Linked DNA regions of Mus musculus: region 2 is linked to region 1. The links are chromatin contacts, called in public Hi-C maps. All regions are on one chromosome and are shown on one strand. Each heading gives the region's core, a stretch centred on a gene start, on an enhancer-like site or on the middle of the called end of the contact. The rest is flanking DNA. Distances are from core to core; before and after follow the strand shown. Region 1 overlaps Kcnb1 (potassium voltage gated channel, Shab-related subfamily, member 1). Region 2 overlaps Slc9a8 (solute carrier family 9 (sodium/hydrogen exchanger), member 8).

Region 1 (6,717 bases), core at 2,276-4,775:
TTGCTTTGAGTTTCCAGTCCCGTTTTGTGGTAATGCCAAGGCCTATTTGTGCACTACTCAGCCTCCCTGGGAATACCTGGGACACACTGGGTAGTCTGGATCCTCTTACCCATCATGCGCCGTGTTCTATGAGCATATAACCCACCCACCCTGCTGAGAAAGGGCTTTGCTACTTTGAGCTGAAATGGACAATTCATGTTGAGAGGCTACTTCTTTGGGCCAACTTCCTGCCCATGCTCTTCTGCTGGCTTTTAGGTTTCTTCAGGGCCTTGGCTGAGACGGACAGAGGTAGGGCTAGACGCGGAGAGGACGGCCCAAACGACTAACAGCCCCTTCCAAATTCAGTTCAAGTCACCATCTGGAAATTTTGAGAGGAATTCTAGGACAAGGAGAGAAGGTCAGAGGTACCCTCTCTTTTTTGGGAAGATAGCCTGTGTTTACTTAGCTGGGCAGGAAACTTCAGAAACAACATGACAGCAATTTTAAATTTTGTTCTTATGCAAAAGTTGCACACACACATATGCACACATATGCACATATTGCATGTGCATGCATACCACACATAATCACACACACATAATCACACACACACACACACACACACACGCACACAAAATCTTGTCTGTTTTATTTGGCTCTGGAACAAACCAGATTACCAGGAATTTTAGGGATGGGAGAAACTGATCAGAACCACATTCCAAATTAATACATTCAGGGGCTGCAGATGTAGCGCAGGGTGGAGCACTTGTCTGACACAGCCAAGGCCCTAGTTAGGTCCCCAACACCACACAACAGAACAAACCCAAGGGGGAGGAAAGACAATCCAACCACCAGAATATTAAATTTGCATTTGGGCTGCATCCTCTTGGGGTTCTTTCAGTGGGAACACCATCGCTGTCTGATAGGGCTGATCTGGCTTGACTCAAATTTCTGGTGCTGGCAGAGCTCAGAGTCCAGAGCTGAGGCAGGTAGGTGACTGGTTGGGCATGGGAGGTGATCTGATTGGCTTTTCTTGTCCCATGGAAGGTGATGGTTGGCAGACCCCTTCACTCCATGTGGAGTCTGTCCACCACCTGAGCCTAGGCTCAAAATTGTTTCCAATGGATGTTCAGGACTGACCAAGAACTGGAGACTTGGATGTTCAGAACTGACCAAAGACTGGAGACTTGGAAAAGCAGAAGCTGAAAAAATACTGCCACCCTTGCCTCAAGTCTCACCTTGGTGCCGCTTCGAGGGGCTGGGTGGATCACAGCTTTGGGCTGTCTGTCACTCCTCAGCGTTTGGCTACAAGGCTGTCTGGCCACTGATTTTTGGTAAGACTGTGAGAAATGGAATGGAGACACACAGCACATTCTTCTGAGATTTGCTGGAGCCTGCACACACCCTGGTCCTTGGATCCAGTTGGTGGCCCTGGGAAGCAGGATAGCTGGACTTGGGGACAATCTAGCCAGGAGGGACTCAGGAATGCTCCTGAGCTCAGAGACAAGTTTGCTTGCAGGAGGGTCTTGATTCTAATATTTCTGGTAACCAGAAAGCACAGTCCTTTAAGATTTGGGAAGGGAAGCAAGCGTCCGAGCTCTGTCTGAGCTCCCGGCAGCCCAGGTCCCAATTGCACCCGTCTTCACCTGGCTTGCTCCTGCATACCTGGATTCTTAAGAGTGACAGCCAGGGGACATAGACCTGATGAGGAAAGACACAGAGTTGCTCTCCCAGACCCCCATCACCCACCCATTGCTAGGAACTCCATCTTCCAGGATATTAAACCCCAGTCTTTTCCCATCTCCAGACAACTGGAATCCAACAAAACAAAACAAAACCAAAAAACCAGCCCAAGGGACAGTGGGAAGGAATGACAGCAGAAAAGACCAGCTATGCAAATGAGCAACAATAAAATCCCCAAGATATCACTCTGTTACAAAAGAAATTAGACTCAATTGCCCTATTATAAATATACTAAAAATACATATATGTATATATTTTATCTGAACAAAAAAATAGACTACTCTGAGATGTGTGGACGTCCTAGGATATAGATGCTTCTAGGGCCAGAAAAATGGCAACAGGAAATGCAGAGGTAAGTCTTCTTTCCAGGTGTGGCCTGGGCTGCTTTGGGCGGCCCTGGCCTAGAGACATGAAAGTATTTGGGGGTTGTCATATAAACAATAATAGGTTAGGAAACGCCCAAGGCTAGAGTGTTCTGTTGTCCTGCTGGGGGCCTCGGAGCCCCCATCTTCCTCCTGCCAACCTGTCAGATACACATACACAAAGTCTGTCTCCAAACGAGGATGTTCTAGAAGCTTTTCTGTGTACCCATCCCCCTTTGATTCAGTGCAGGCTGTGGTTATTTTACTCGAGACAAAGTTGGCAGAGAAACAAGGAAAAGAGATCTATTTATATATCTATACCTACCTATCTATATAGAGATACCTGGCTTTAGGGACCCTTTTCTGTGATGAACTTTAAATATGTCCTTGTTCAAGGACTAGACATTCCAGCCATGACCAGAGTCAGACAAATACATAATTATAAATATTGACAATACATTACAGTTGTATAGAAGAGGATGCTGTTGCGTCTTGTTTCCTCCTTAGAGATGTGGATCTTCTCGGGAGAAGGGACAGAGACAAGGCTGCAGCTACAGAACACAGAGGAGATGAAGAGAAGGTGAGACTTGGGAGGAAAAAGAGCTCCTATTCCCAGCAACTGTCAGGGTGAGTGGAGCAGGTTAAGGGTGGCTTCCTCATTACTTTGGCGTTTCCTCTCTCCTCGATGACAAATATTCTCTCCTCCTTTACTCTCTCTCTCATCTAAATGTGCTTAAGGTAGAATACCAGAGAGAGATCTGTTGCCCCAGATCTGCTGCTTTGGAAACATCCAAAAATGAAAAGGCAAAAGAACTGGCTTGTCCTCACCTTGTCCACAGTAAGGCTTTCCCGGTGCGACAGGTGCGCACAGCAGTCCGACGCCTGGCCTTTTCTGATGACGTGGTGGATGCTGGGACTCCGATTCAGCTGGCTTTTTGATAGTCCTGTTGATTTCATAACCGGACCGGGAGATCTCCGCCTCCAGCCCCTGGAGTTATTTGGGTATCTCACTTCCTTTTGCTCTGGTTGGGTCAGGCCAGGTGGACCACCATGTTCAAGTGGCCTCTGTCCCCATCCCCTGGCTCTTGTCTTCACTGCTGAGACCCATCTGTCAGATTCATCTTCATCTTGGCAACCCAAGATTTCCCAGTGCGTGTAAACACATGTACCCGGGTCAGGTACATGCGGCCTGAGACTCTGTGTTCCTTTTTAGCCCATGGAGGGTTGGTAGAAAAATTTATAATATTCTAACTTGAGTTACACTTGTGTGGGGGAAGCTATATTCCCACAGTTCACACAAATATAAGTGAAAGGAAAAAAAAAAAAAACGCCAACAAAAACCAAAATGGAAAACTCTTCTTTTGCTTCGTCTATACTGTTTTGATGGTTGTCTCTATAGGAGTTCTGTCAGACTCTGCCTATGCAGCTAGGAAAGGTATTCTGGATTCATCATTTTCTCGGTATAATGCTACTTTAAAGTCAGACAAAACACAAGAGGGAGGGACAGCCAGGTCCTACACAAGGCAGAAAGGGCCTTTGGTTACAAGAAAAGTCGCACCAAGTGGTTCTTAAAAAAGAAAGCAATCATTTCTACACTGTACACCCGCCGTCGGCTTAACCAACCAATGAAATGCCTTGGTTTAAAGAAGGGGGGCGGTAACTTCCTTCTGGCTATTTATGGCTATGTTAAGACGTGTTTACTTCCTGATATGTAAAATAGACTATATCATCAGTAGGAGGTTTTTTTTTTTTTACAGATAGCTCTAAAAATATCTGAATCGGAAATCACAACTATTTACTTTTTATCAAAAAGCATTTGTTTGTTTCCCTGAATTTTCACATTTGTGCTGATGGGTGACTTATGAGCAACACAAAAGACAGACATGGAAGATGGTCAGCAGAAAGGTCCCACGATCATCGATCACCGGTCACACACAGGCCCCAGCGCCAGGCAGAGCTCAGCAGGGGGCCGTGGAGCCCCGCCCCCCTGCTTCCTGTCTCCAGGATGCCGCTGGTGCACGTGACCCGGCACTGTCTCAGCCCCTTTGCTCCTGTTTTGAGAAAGCTCTGAGGACGGATGGTGAGGCAGAGTCAACTTCTTATTTTCTTCATGAAAACAGCAAAATACCAAGCTGTGCCCTCTGGAGGGAGGGGGGACCCAGGTCTTTGGAGATGCTGAGAAGCGTCATGAACACTTTGTTTAAGGGTGGTGGGATGAGCCTTTAGCATCCTACCTGGGACAGGTGGCCTGACCGCAGCTATGGAAACAAGAGAAGGCAGAAGATCGTGATGTGCTACGTGTGCTGACGGGTGGATCATGCCATCGGACTGCTGGGCCGACCAGCCACACACGATACTGAGGACAGGTGACCATTATTGTCTTTGCTTCATCAGGAAGACATGCCCGTCACTGTTCTGAGGACAGGGAGGAGGACACTACAGCATTTGGGACATTACCCACTCACACTATAGTAAGAAAACCACATTGCCCTATTGTACCAGAGACAGGCTGACCAACAACATCGCCGTAACTAGAGCATTTGCGCAGACTGGTGTCACTGAGGAAGGGCCAACAATACTGTGCCACTGGGTCACAAGCAGGCGGGACGACGCCAGGTCAACGCTTGGACAGGAAGACTGACACCAGGAAGTGCACGGGAACCTCGAGGGATACACATGGGTACTTATTGCTTTTGGCTGTGCCGTCTGCCTAGATGGCCTCAGGGAGGAGCGTCGGGCTTTTGGGACAGACAGTAACATAGAACACACAATGGCCGGTTGACAAGAAAGAGCGGTACAACACCCGACACCCAACTCTTGCTGCGCCCTTCTGAGACGTTGTGTGTCTCTTGTACGCAGGCTTTAAGAGATCCCTGCCTCCGAAACCTGAGGACCTCTCCTGTCCCATGAGGGATGAGGGGTGATCCTGAGGGGTCACGGAAAAGCCCCGGACTCTGATGTGGTAACGGTAGACCCACTGTGGCCAGAAATGGGCACAAGTAATACCCCAAGTGCAGGGCCAGCTTACGGCCCAGGGGAAATAGTGCTTGTTTTAAAGTGCGAGATCTTGACACTGTCCCTGGTAGAACCTAGATTAGAAAAACATAAAGTGCTTTTTTTATTAACTTATTATTATTATTATTTTTTAGCTTGAATACTACAGGAAACAAAAAAAGAAAGAAAAAAAAAGAGAGAGAGAACTTCCTCTCATAGTAGGTGTGTTCCCTACCACACCACAGCAGAAAGTAGTCACAATTCTTCACAGGGCAGTTCAGTGAAGGATTTTTCTTTTCTTTTTTCTTTTTTTTTTCATGTAGAAAATGAAATTTATTATTTTTTTAATGTTGTTTTTCAGTCACACACAGTCTTTTTGAATAATCTATCTCGTTTGCATATTTGACGCTTATCTTTTCAGTCCGGGCTAGCCCTGTTTGGGACCCGCATTCCTGTGACAGCCCTGGCTTATATCCCCTTGGCTGCGTGCCAACTGTTGGAACCCTTTCTGGATTGCCAGGTGAGCAGAAAGGATTGAGTTTAAATTGTCAGCTCCTCCTGACAGCTTCTCAGACTAAAGCCCCAGATACCACAGAATACTGAATCATTTGAGCCGCTGCTTGTTTAAGCGTTATGCCCTAGGAGTGTGGCTGATGAAGTGGAGACTCCCTCAGGATCAAGTGTCCTCTGTACCCCTCTAACAAGAGGGGGGACACCCACTACTGCTTGGCCAGCCCACTCTCTCACTAGCAACCCCTTGCTCCAACACCTGCCTCAGCTGACGCCATGAGAGATGGCGATGACGCACTCAGAGGCAGACAGAGCCTCTAAAGGAGACTAGGAGTATGTGGCTGTCAGCTCTGCTCCTGCCATCTAAGGAAGAAGCTGTTAGGTGTGGTCCCCATCCTAGTTGGTGTCCACAGACTTGTCGTGGCTCTCAGGGTCTCTCCTGTCGCTGGGGCTCTGCGGGGGTGGGGAAAATTGTGTGTGTGTGGGGTCCTTGGGTCTCCGAGTTCACGCAGAACTCAGCGGCAGGCAGGCCAAGCATCCCTCCTCCTCGATGTCTCCTGCAAATACCCTCTGTGGTAGGGAGCTCAGATACTCTGATCCCGAGTGCTCCCGTGTGCTCCTCCCCCAGGCAGCATGTGCACATCGGGGGAGGTGTGGTTCTCCAGCTTGCATTTCTCTTGGGCCCCGGGACCTTTCCCAGGTAACCCTTCTGAGGCGTAGACACAGTTCGGCCTTAAGAACTTAGGGGAGGTGGGCAACGGGGAGCTCTCGAAGTGGTTCTTTTCTGTTCTAGCTCCAAGGCTGAACTTGGGGCTGGTACTCCCGTGGAGACTCTTGGGAGGACTGGAGTCCACGCTGTAGAGCAGCTGACCCTCGTCATCAGTGTCGGTGTCTATGTACTGGTGGACCCCCGCCTCGAAGTTGAACGCTATTGCTGTGTGTTTCTCTGGGGAGCGAGGGGGCGTCCTGGCACTTGCTGTGGTGTAGATGGAGGACTCCGGGCTCAGCACGGGCTTGTCTAAGAGGGAGGCACACTCCAGTCCGGCGACTGCAGCCGCTGCGCCTCCTCTGTTCCTAAGAGGATCGTGATACAAGCCCAGAGCCGGTAGCAGCGGGGTGGGATCGCCCT
Region 2 (6,917 bases), core at 579-3,078, 370 kb after region 1:
TCCTCTGGACTTGTGATTCCATAAAAGACGTGAAACACCTAAGAAATGGACATCTGATGGTTGTAGATTATGGTCAGAAGTAGAGATGCTGTTGAACATTGCAGACGTCTGATGTGGAAATGATGCTGAGGCCGGGTGGATGACCTCGCCCCTAAGTCCTGGACTCTCAGGGTAGTTTCAAGATCTCTGTGAGTTCGAGGCTTTCCAGCTAGGGGCACTGTGAGTTTGTAAGGGAGGTGTCCTAGCACGGAAGGAACTCCAGAGCAGCGTTCCCTAGGCTGAACATGAGGTCTTTCTGTTAAGCAGCAAGAGTTGGAGCTTCCTCCCCCATCTTGCTATGACCCTATTCCTGCTCATACCTGAAATGAAGGTGCCACCTCTAGCTATTCCGACACTCACACTCTCACTCAAGACGAGGCCTCAGTTGCAACCTCAGCCTCCCCTGGTGTTGAGGGGCCCTGTTTCACTTTGGAGCCAGGATGGCAGGGCTGGCTGTGGGAGGCTGGGTAAGGAGAAGCCAGGGAGCCCATTGCCAAGGAGCAAGCTAGAAGACAGCCTTCTAGTGTCATAGTCATTTGATCCACACAGTTCTCACCAGAAAGCCTCAGCTAAAGGTTTTGACCTGACCTGACCCCCTCAGGGCAGGCAACAGAGAACAGCACACTCCTCAGCTTCTGTCTGCACCCAGACCAGCTTTACATGCAGGGCACATGCATGCAGCTCCTGAGACTCCGTCACACCTGCTGTCAAACTCACCAGGCATGGGCTTTGTCCTGACAGCTCCTCCAAGAGAAGTTCAGCCAGTGCACTAGGCCGTTCTGATGTAGCTTGCATTGCCAGAAGCAGCTTTTATGACCACCCTAAAAGGCTGGGTTAAGTTAACCACACATTCTTTTTTTGTTTTTTCAAGACAGGGTTTCTCTGTGTAGCCTTGGCTGTCCTGGAACTCACTTTGTAGACCAGGCTGGCCTCAAACTCAGAAATCCCCCTGCCTCTGCCTCTCAAGGCTGGGATTAAAGGTGTGCACCACCACGCCCATCTTAACCACACATTCTTGCTCCTGGGAAAGGTGAAGTCGGCCTAGGTGCTCTGGCTTGGAGGATCAGACAGTATCAGATAAGAAGGCATCTCGGAGGGGAAGGCCAAGCACCTGCTGCTTGTGGCCCCACTGAAGAACCCACCCTGCTGAGCCGTGCTAACAACTCACCAGCTCGTGCACATCTTAAAATGCAGTCCCTATCTCCTTAGCGCTTGGGCTCTTTGGGGGCCCATAGTTTAATCAGGAGCCTGGAAAGTTGTTTTCTTTCTTTCTTTCTTTCTTTCTTTCTTTCTTTCTTTCTTTCTTTCTTTCTTTCTTTCTTTCTTTCTTTTGTTTTTTGGTTTCCTTTGTTTGTTTTTGTCTTATTTGTTTATTTATTGAGACAAGGTTTCTCTGTGTGGTCCTGGGTATCCTGGACTTGGTTTATAGACCAGGGTGGCCTCGAACTCACAAACATGCAGATGCTTCCTTCTAAGTTTTGGGATTAAAGACGTGTGCCAACCATGCGTGGCAGGAACCTAGACTTGGGAGGTGCTGTTTTCAGCACACACAAGTGATTGCTTGCACACCAAGTGCAGCCAAGCCTGAAAATGGGTCCTCCCTGCAAGCTCTGTGAGTTAGCTTCCTCTCGGACCTACTGGGGGGGGGGGAGTTAACTACAGTGCCCACTTTCTCATCTGTCATGTGGCCCCACAGTCACATGCTCACAATGTCTGACCCTGACTGATGAGTGCTCAGGGAATGCGTGGTGGGGACTTGGTTATTTGCTCAGTATCTGACAGTTAACTCATCACGTTGTGAAATTCTCAGTAGCAAGGGCCATTGCCTGTGTGGTAGTAAGGAAGCAAGCCAGCTGTGGTGGCTCACACCAGCAGTCTCAGCACTCACATTGCATTCAAGGCTTGCCTGGTCAAATAGCAAGACCCCATCTCAACTATCCACTTCCCCACCTCGCCCCAAAAGACTGCATACAAAGTCTGACACGGTGTGGCTGTTGGTGTGGTTTCAGGGAAGCTTGCTTAGTTACTACTGAATTGTAAGAGGAACCTGTTCTCTGGTTTCTTTCAGAAACGTGTGTGTTTGCATTTCTTGGCCTCTCCATTTTTAGTTTCCCTCACAAGTTTGAAATTTCCTTTGTCATCTGGTGCATAGTAAGTACTTTTCTTATTTTTCATATTGAATGGCTTATTTTTAAAATAGTAACTACATGGTTTGGAATCATTTATGTAACTGTTAACAGTTCAGAGGCAACAACTACAGAAATGTGCTTCTATAGAAAAGTTTTTGTGTTTATAAGATCTCAGTGTTTACAGTTTCAGTGACCTTGGGTGCTGTGGTTTCCTTTAAATCGTAGTTTTAGGCAGGGCATGGCAGTGGTGCCTATAACCCCAGTACTTGGGAGATGGAGGCAGGAGGATCAAAGAGTTTAAGGATAGCTGAGTGGTGGTGGCACCTGTCTTTAACCCCAGCCCTCAGGAAGCAGAGGCAGGCAGGCCTCTGTGAGTCCAAGGCCATCCTGGTCTATGGTGCAAGTTTCAGACCAACCAGGGTGACACAGTGAAACCCTGTCTCAAAGACAGTAAAAGGTTTTAACTATATGTCGTGTTCAACAACAGCCTAGGCTCCATGTCTCAAAAAAAAAAAAAAAAAAAAAAAAGGAGAAATGTGACCAACTGCAAGAGATCCCAAGTCTCTTGGGCCCTTTTGTGTCCTGTCTCCATCCCCATTGTGACTTCCTTTAGAGCAGCAGCCTGCCTATGTCACAGTCTGTCCTATGAGCACAGGTTGGGGACACCTTGGAAAGGCCTTCCATAGAAAGTTGTACTGGTTTTTGAGTTGCAGGATCCAATCCAGGGCCTTGTGCACATGCAGATGCTCCTCCCACTCCCTCCCGAATTGTGTGGAACGTGGAGCCGTAGTTGATTACCTGAGTCACCTTTGTGCTCCCAGCCGGAGCTCACTCAGCCCACCCTACTTGCTCTGAGGAGCCAGACCACACCAGAGACTGAGGTGCCTGACTGCCCTCACCTGACTCTACAGTGCCCCTAGGGGGAAAAATTAGCATACGCCTTCGCCAGTATGGAGTCTTGGCTGTCCCTTAGCTCATCTCTAGGCACAGCTGGGAGCTAGTCTGTGCTCACCTTTATTTTGGGGCTGTGTGACTAAAGCTTGCTAGTGAGTGATGCTTGCTAGTCTCTTCTCTCCAAAGCTTCATCCAGGCAGAGCCAGGGCAGCATTGTGCTGTTGTCTTTTATGGCCAAGGACAAGGCTGTCTTAGGTGTGCTACACTGTGTTAGCTTGAAGACGCAGTGGATTCCACCTATACTGGGCACGTTGACATTGGCAGGTGCTGGTCCTGTTTGGCAGAGCCGTCAACATCTTCCCTCTGTCCTACCTGCTGAACTTCTTCCGAGATCACAAAATCACCCCCAAGATGATGTTCATCATGTGGTTCAGTGGTGAGTGGCAGCCAGGGTGGGTGGGTCTGAGCCTGGGGCTTGAAGGCAGAGGCCCCTGGAAGCCAGGCTCTTTTTTTTTTTTTTTTGGTTTTTCGAGACAGGGTTTCTCTGTATAGCCCTGGATGTCCTGGACCTCACTTTGTAGACCAGGCTGGCCTCGAACTCAGAAATCCGCCTGCCTCTGCCTCCCAAGTGCTGGGATTAAAGGCGTGCGCCACCACTGCCCTTTGCCCCTTAGGGTCTTTATTTCAGTTTCAGTAGCCAGCTATGGTGGCACATGCCTTGGATCCCACCAGTCAGAGTGCTGTGAGTTCAGTGCCAACTTGTTCTTCATAGAGAGCTCCAGGCCAGCCAGAGCCAGCGAGAGCCTGTCTCAAAAAATAAAAGTAAAATAAGTGAGTATAACTGAAGTATTTCCATGTGAGCTGGACTACAGCATCACCCTTTATAATGTCCACTCCAATTTGCCTCATAATTTTTCTTCAAAAAGACTTTACTGAGGCTGGAGAGATGGCTCAGCAGTTAAGAGCATAGACCGCTCTTCCAGAGGTCCTGAGTTCAATTCCCAACATTCACATGGTAGCTCACAACCATCTGTCATGGGATCTCATGTACTCTTCTGATGTGTGTCTGAAGACAGCTGCAGTGTACTCGTATAAATAATAAATCATATTTAAAAAAAAAAACCTTATTGTAAAAACTGTGAGCCAGGTTCAATAGTGATTAACTAGAACACACACGAGCTATGTGGGAGAACAGGGCAGAAAGGTTTCTAGCTTGAGTCTAACCCAGACCCTGTCTCACACAAACATAGAGGTCTGACGGATCCGAAACCTGCAGTGTAGACTAGGTTTGAACTTGCAGCCATCTTCCTTGACGCTGCCTCCCAAGTGCTGTAAACAGTCTCCTCCCAGTTCCTCACCCTGTCCCCATTTTCTCCACTTCTGCCCCTTCTGCTATGCTGGCTTTGGCCTTGGTCAGCTCAGCAGTGGCTTCTGCAGCACTAGCCCCAGCCTAGTGTTTCTGTTGGGCTTCTGCTTCCTTCCTCCCACTGTTATTGCCAGTATATGGAAGACACTGTCCTCTGGGACTCCCAGCCTCCCACCTAGCACTTCCCACACTGACCGCAGACAATGTCACCCTAGGGTCTGGCTCCACCTCCTTCTGAACATGAGACCTGCCATGTCTGCTCTTTTGTATCCATCCAGCTCTCCAAACCAGTCCTTCTCTGGAACCCAGTTTCATGTTCTTCTCTGTCTCTGGGTGCTGTGGGCTTCAGCAAGTTCCTTAAGCTGGGGCCTACAGCCTTAGCAGCATGGGAGGTTGGTATACTCGGCTCCCTTCATTGGCACTGGCTGGGCATGTGTGCACACTGATGCCATCATAGGTGTCTGGTTCCTTCATCCTGTGGCCCTCATGGGTTTGGAGAAGTTGAGGCTGCCCCTGCTTTTGATACTGAATCCTGCGCACTCTGGCCTTGCTGCCATCTCAGGCCTGAGTGCTGCTGCTTCCAGGCCCTTGCAGAGCCACCCCACCCTGTCTGAGCCACCCCATGTGGTCTCTGTTCCCAGTGACTCTTCTCCTGAATGTGGTATAGTGTTTACTATCTCTCCTATCTGCTCGGAGAGCTTGGGAAGGCTTGGGGTCCCTTCTCTGTGTATGTAGGGCAGGTCTACTGGCTCCCCGCTCTGTCCTCATCACTGCCAGCAGCTTTACAGACAAGTCACACCCTCCTGCTCCTGTGTCTGTTACATAGCCCGAGGCAGGGCATTTGTGCTCAACCTGGTCCACACCTGTGTGCCAAGGAGAGTGGCAGCACCTGCCAGCCAGGTTTTGTGACAGGCAGCTCTTAACTGGTAGCCTGGGGCATCCAAGGAGGACTCAGCTACCTAGCTGTGATGACACATGATGATGATGGCACATGACAGACAATGGGTCCCCAGATATACCCTGCTGCATAGCATGACCTTTGTCTTTTTTGTTTGTTTTTTCGAGACAGGAGTTCTCTGGACAGCCCTGGCTGTCCTGAAACTCACTCTGTAGACCAGGCTGGCCTCGAAGTCAGAAATCCACCTGCTTCTGCCTCCCTAGTGCTGGGATTAAAGGCATGCGCCACCACACCCGGCATGACCTTTGTCATCTTGCCTAGAACCAGCTCATGTAGCCCTTCAAGGAGACCTAAGCCTGCCACCCTGCCTCTTATTCTCGAATCCTGGGCCATTCCCATCAGAATCAGATCCCACTAAAGCCACCCTGGAGCCACTTCCTTCTCTTTCCCCTCTTGAGTCCCCATTTGCCATCCCCAGGTCTTCGAGGGGCCATCCCCTATGCACTAAGCCTGCACCTGGGCCTGGAGCCCATGGAGAAGCGTCAGCTCATCGGCACCACCACCATCGTCATCGTGCTCTTCACCATCCTGCTGCTGGGCGGCAGCACCATGCCCCTCATCCGCCTCGTGGACATCGAGGATGCCCGGGCTCGCCGAAGGAGCAAGAAAGACGTCAACCTCAGCAAGACTGAGAAGATGGTTGGTGCAGCTGAGGGCCTGTGGCCCATCTACCTGGGAGGGCAGGGTGGGGCGGGGCGGGCTTCTGGGGCGGGGCCTTGCTTCTGCACGTGCTTACCTCGGAGCCAGCAGTGCAGCCCTGAGAACAGGTGCAGGCCTTGGCTTCTGAAACAGGGCTCTTTGGGGTAGGGTGTGTGCCAGCTCAGCCTTGTGACCTGCTGAAGCCATCTGCAGCTCAGGACATTTGAGGTAAAGCCTGGCCCTATGCCAGACTCCCAGGAGAGTGCTTCTGCTGCCAGGGGCTGAGCCAGAAGCCCAGGTCAGGACCAGGAACTGTCAAATGTTGCTATTCTTCAATGCACAGTTACACTCGATAGGGACCAAGAGTTTATTGGCTTGTTGTGACTGTGAGAGCTGTAAGCAAGGTGACATCCTCAAGGACATAGGCCCTGGCCACAATGGAAGCAGAGGCTTCTGTACGGTCCTGCCCACCTCTACTTCCTATGAGCCTCCTCCTGCTGCCAGGACACTTTTGGGCTGTGACCACCTAGCTCTTCCTCTTTTGATGTACCGGCCCTGACTCCTGATCCACCTCCCTGTCCCACCCCTCCCACACTCCTGAGATGCACTGCCCTCTAGTCTTCTTCCTGTTTGAGATGTAACTTGGGTCAGTCATCCGAGTACCATCTGAGAGGGGAGCCAGGCCACTGTCCAGAGCCTCAGGCTCTACAGGTACCTCTCATGCTCAGGTCTGTCTTCCCAGCTTCTCCTCGCTAACCACTTTGTGTGGTGTTATGCTCTCTATTTTTTTGTTTATAAACTTTTTTTTTAAGATTTATTTGTTTCATGTATGTGAGTACATTGTACTGTCTTCAGACACACCAGAAGAGGGCATACAGATGGTTGTGAGCCA

The links. A called contact is a pair of places that touch in the nucleus more often than the background predicts.
Region 2: a contact with region 1 is called in a Hi-C map of bone marrow-derived macrophages, with 23 read pairs. The contact joins two enhancer-like sites. A contact is called at or near these places in 1 of 15 datasets of contacts at CTCF or cohesin (large pre-B cells), 3 of 484 Hi-C or Micro-C datasets (the AML12 cell line, bone marrow-derived macrophages and nephron progenitors), 1 of 115 datasets of contacts at active chromatin or transcription factors (large pre-B cells) and 2 of 9 other capture datasets (adipose tissue and embryonic stem cells).

The regions. Positions count from the first base shown.
Region 1 is chr2:167,098,181-167,104,897 of GRCm38.p6, forward strand. It overlaps Kcnb1 (potassium voltage gated channel, Shab-related subfamily, member 1), which reads right to left. Exons shown (of 2, transcript NM_008420.4): 2 at 1-6,717. The coding sequence ends at 6,173. Among named protein-coding and RNA genes, the nearest start is that of Gm39984, 22 kb to the left of the region's middle. Within about 2 kb of position 3,526, at least 115 of the 459 cell types and tissues checked have an H3K27ac peak or open chromatin away from gene starts, as enhancers often do. A contact at or near this core is called in bone marrow-derived macrophages, where this site is marked.
Region 2 is chr2:167,465,578-167,472,494 of GRCm38.p6, forward strand. It overlaps Slc9a8 (solute carrier family 9 (sodium/hydrogen exchanger), member 8), which reads left to right. Exons shown (of 17, transcript NM_148929.3): 12 at 2,108-2,190; 13 at 3,387-3,498; 14 at 5,805-6,025. Among named protein-coding and RNA genes, the nearest start is that of Spata2, 24 kb to the right of the region's middle. Within about 2 kb of position 1,829, at least 16 of the 459 cell types and tissues checked have an H3K27ac peak or open chromatin away from gene starts, as enhancers often do. A contact at or near this core is called in bone marrow-derived macrophages, where this site is marked.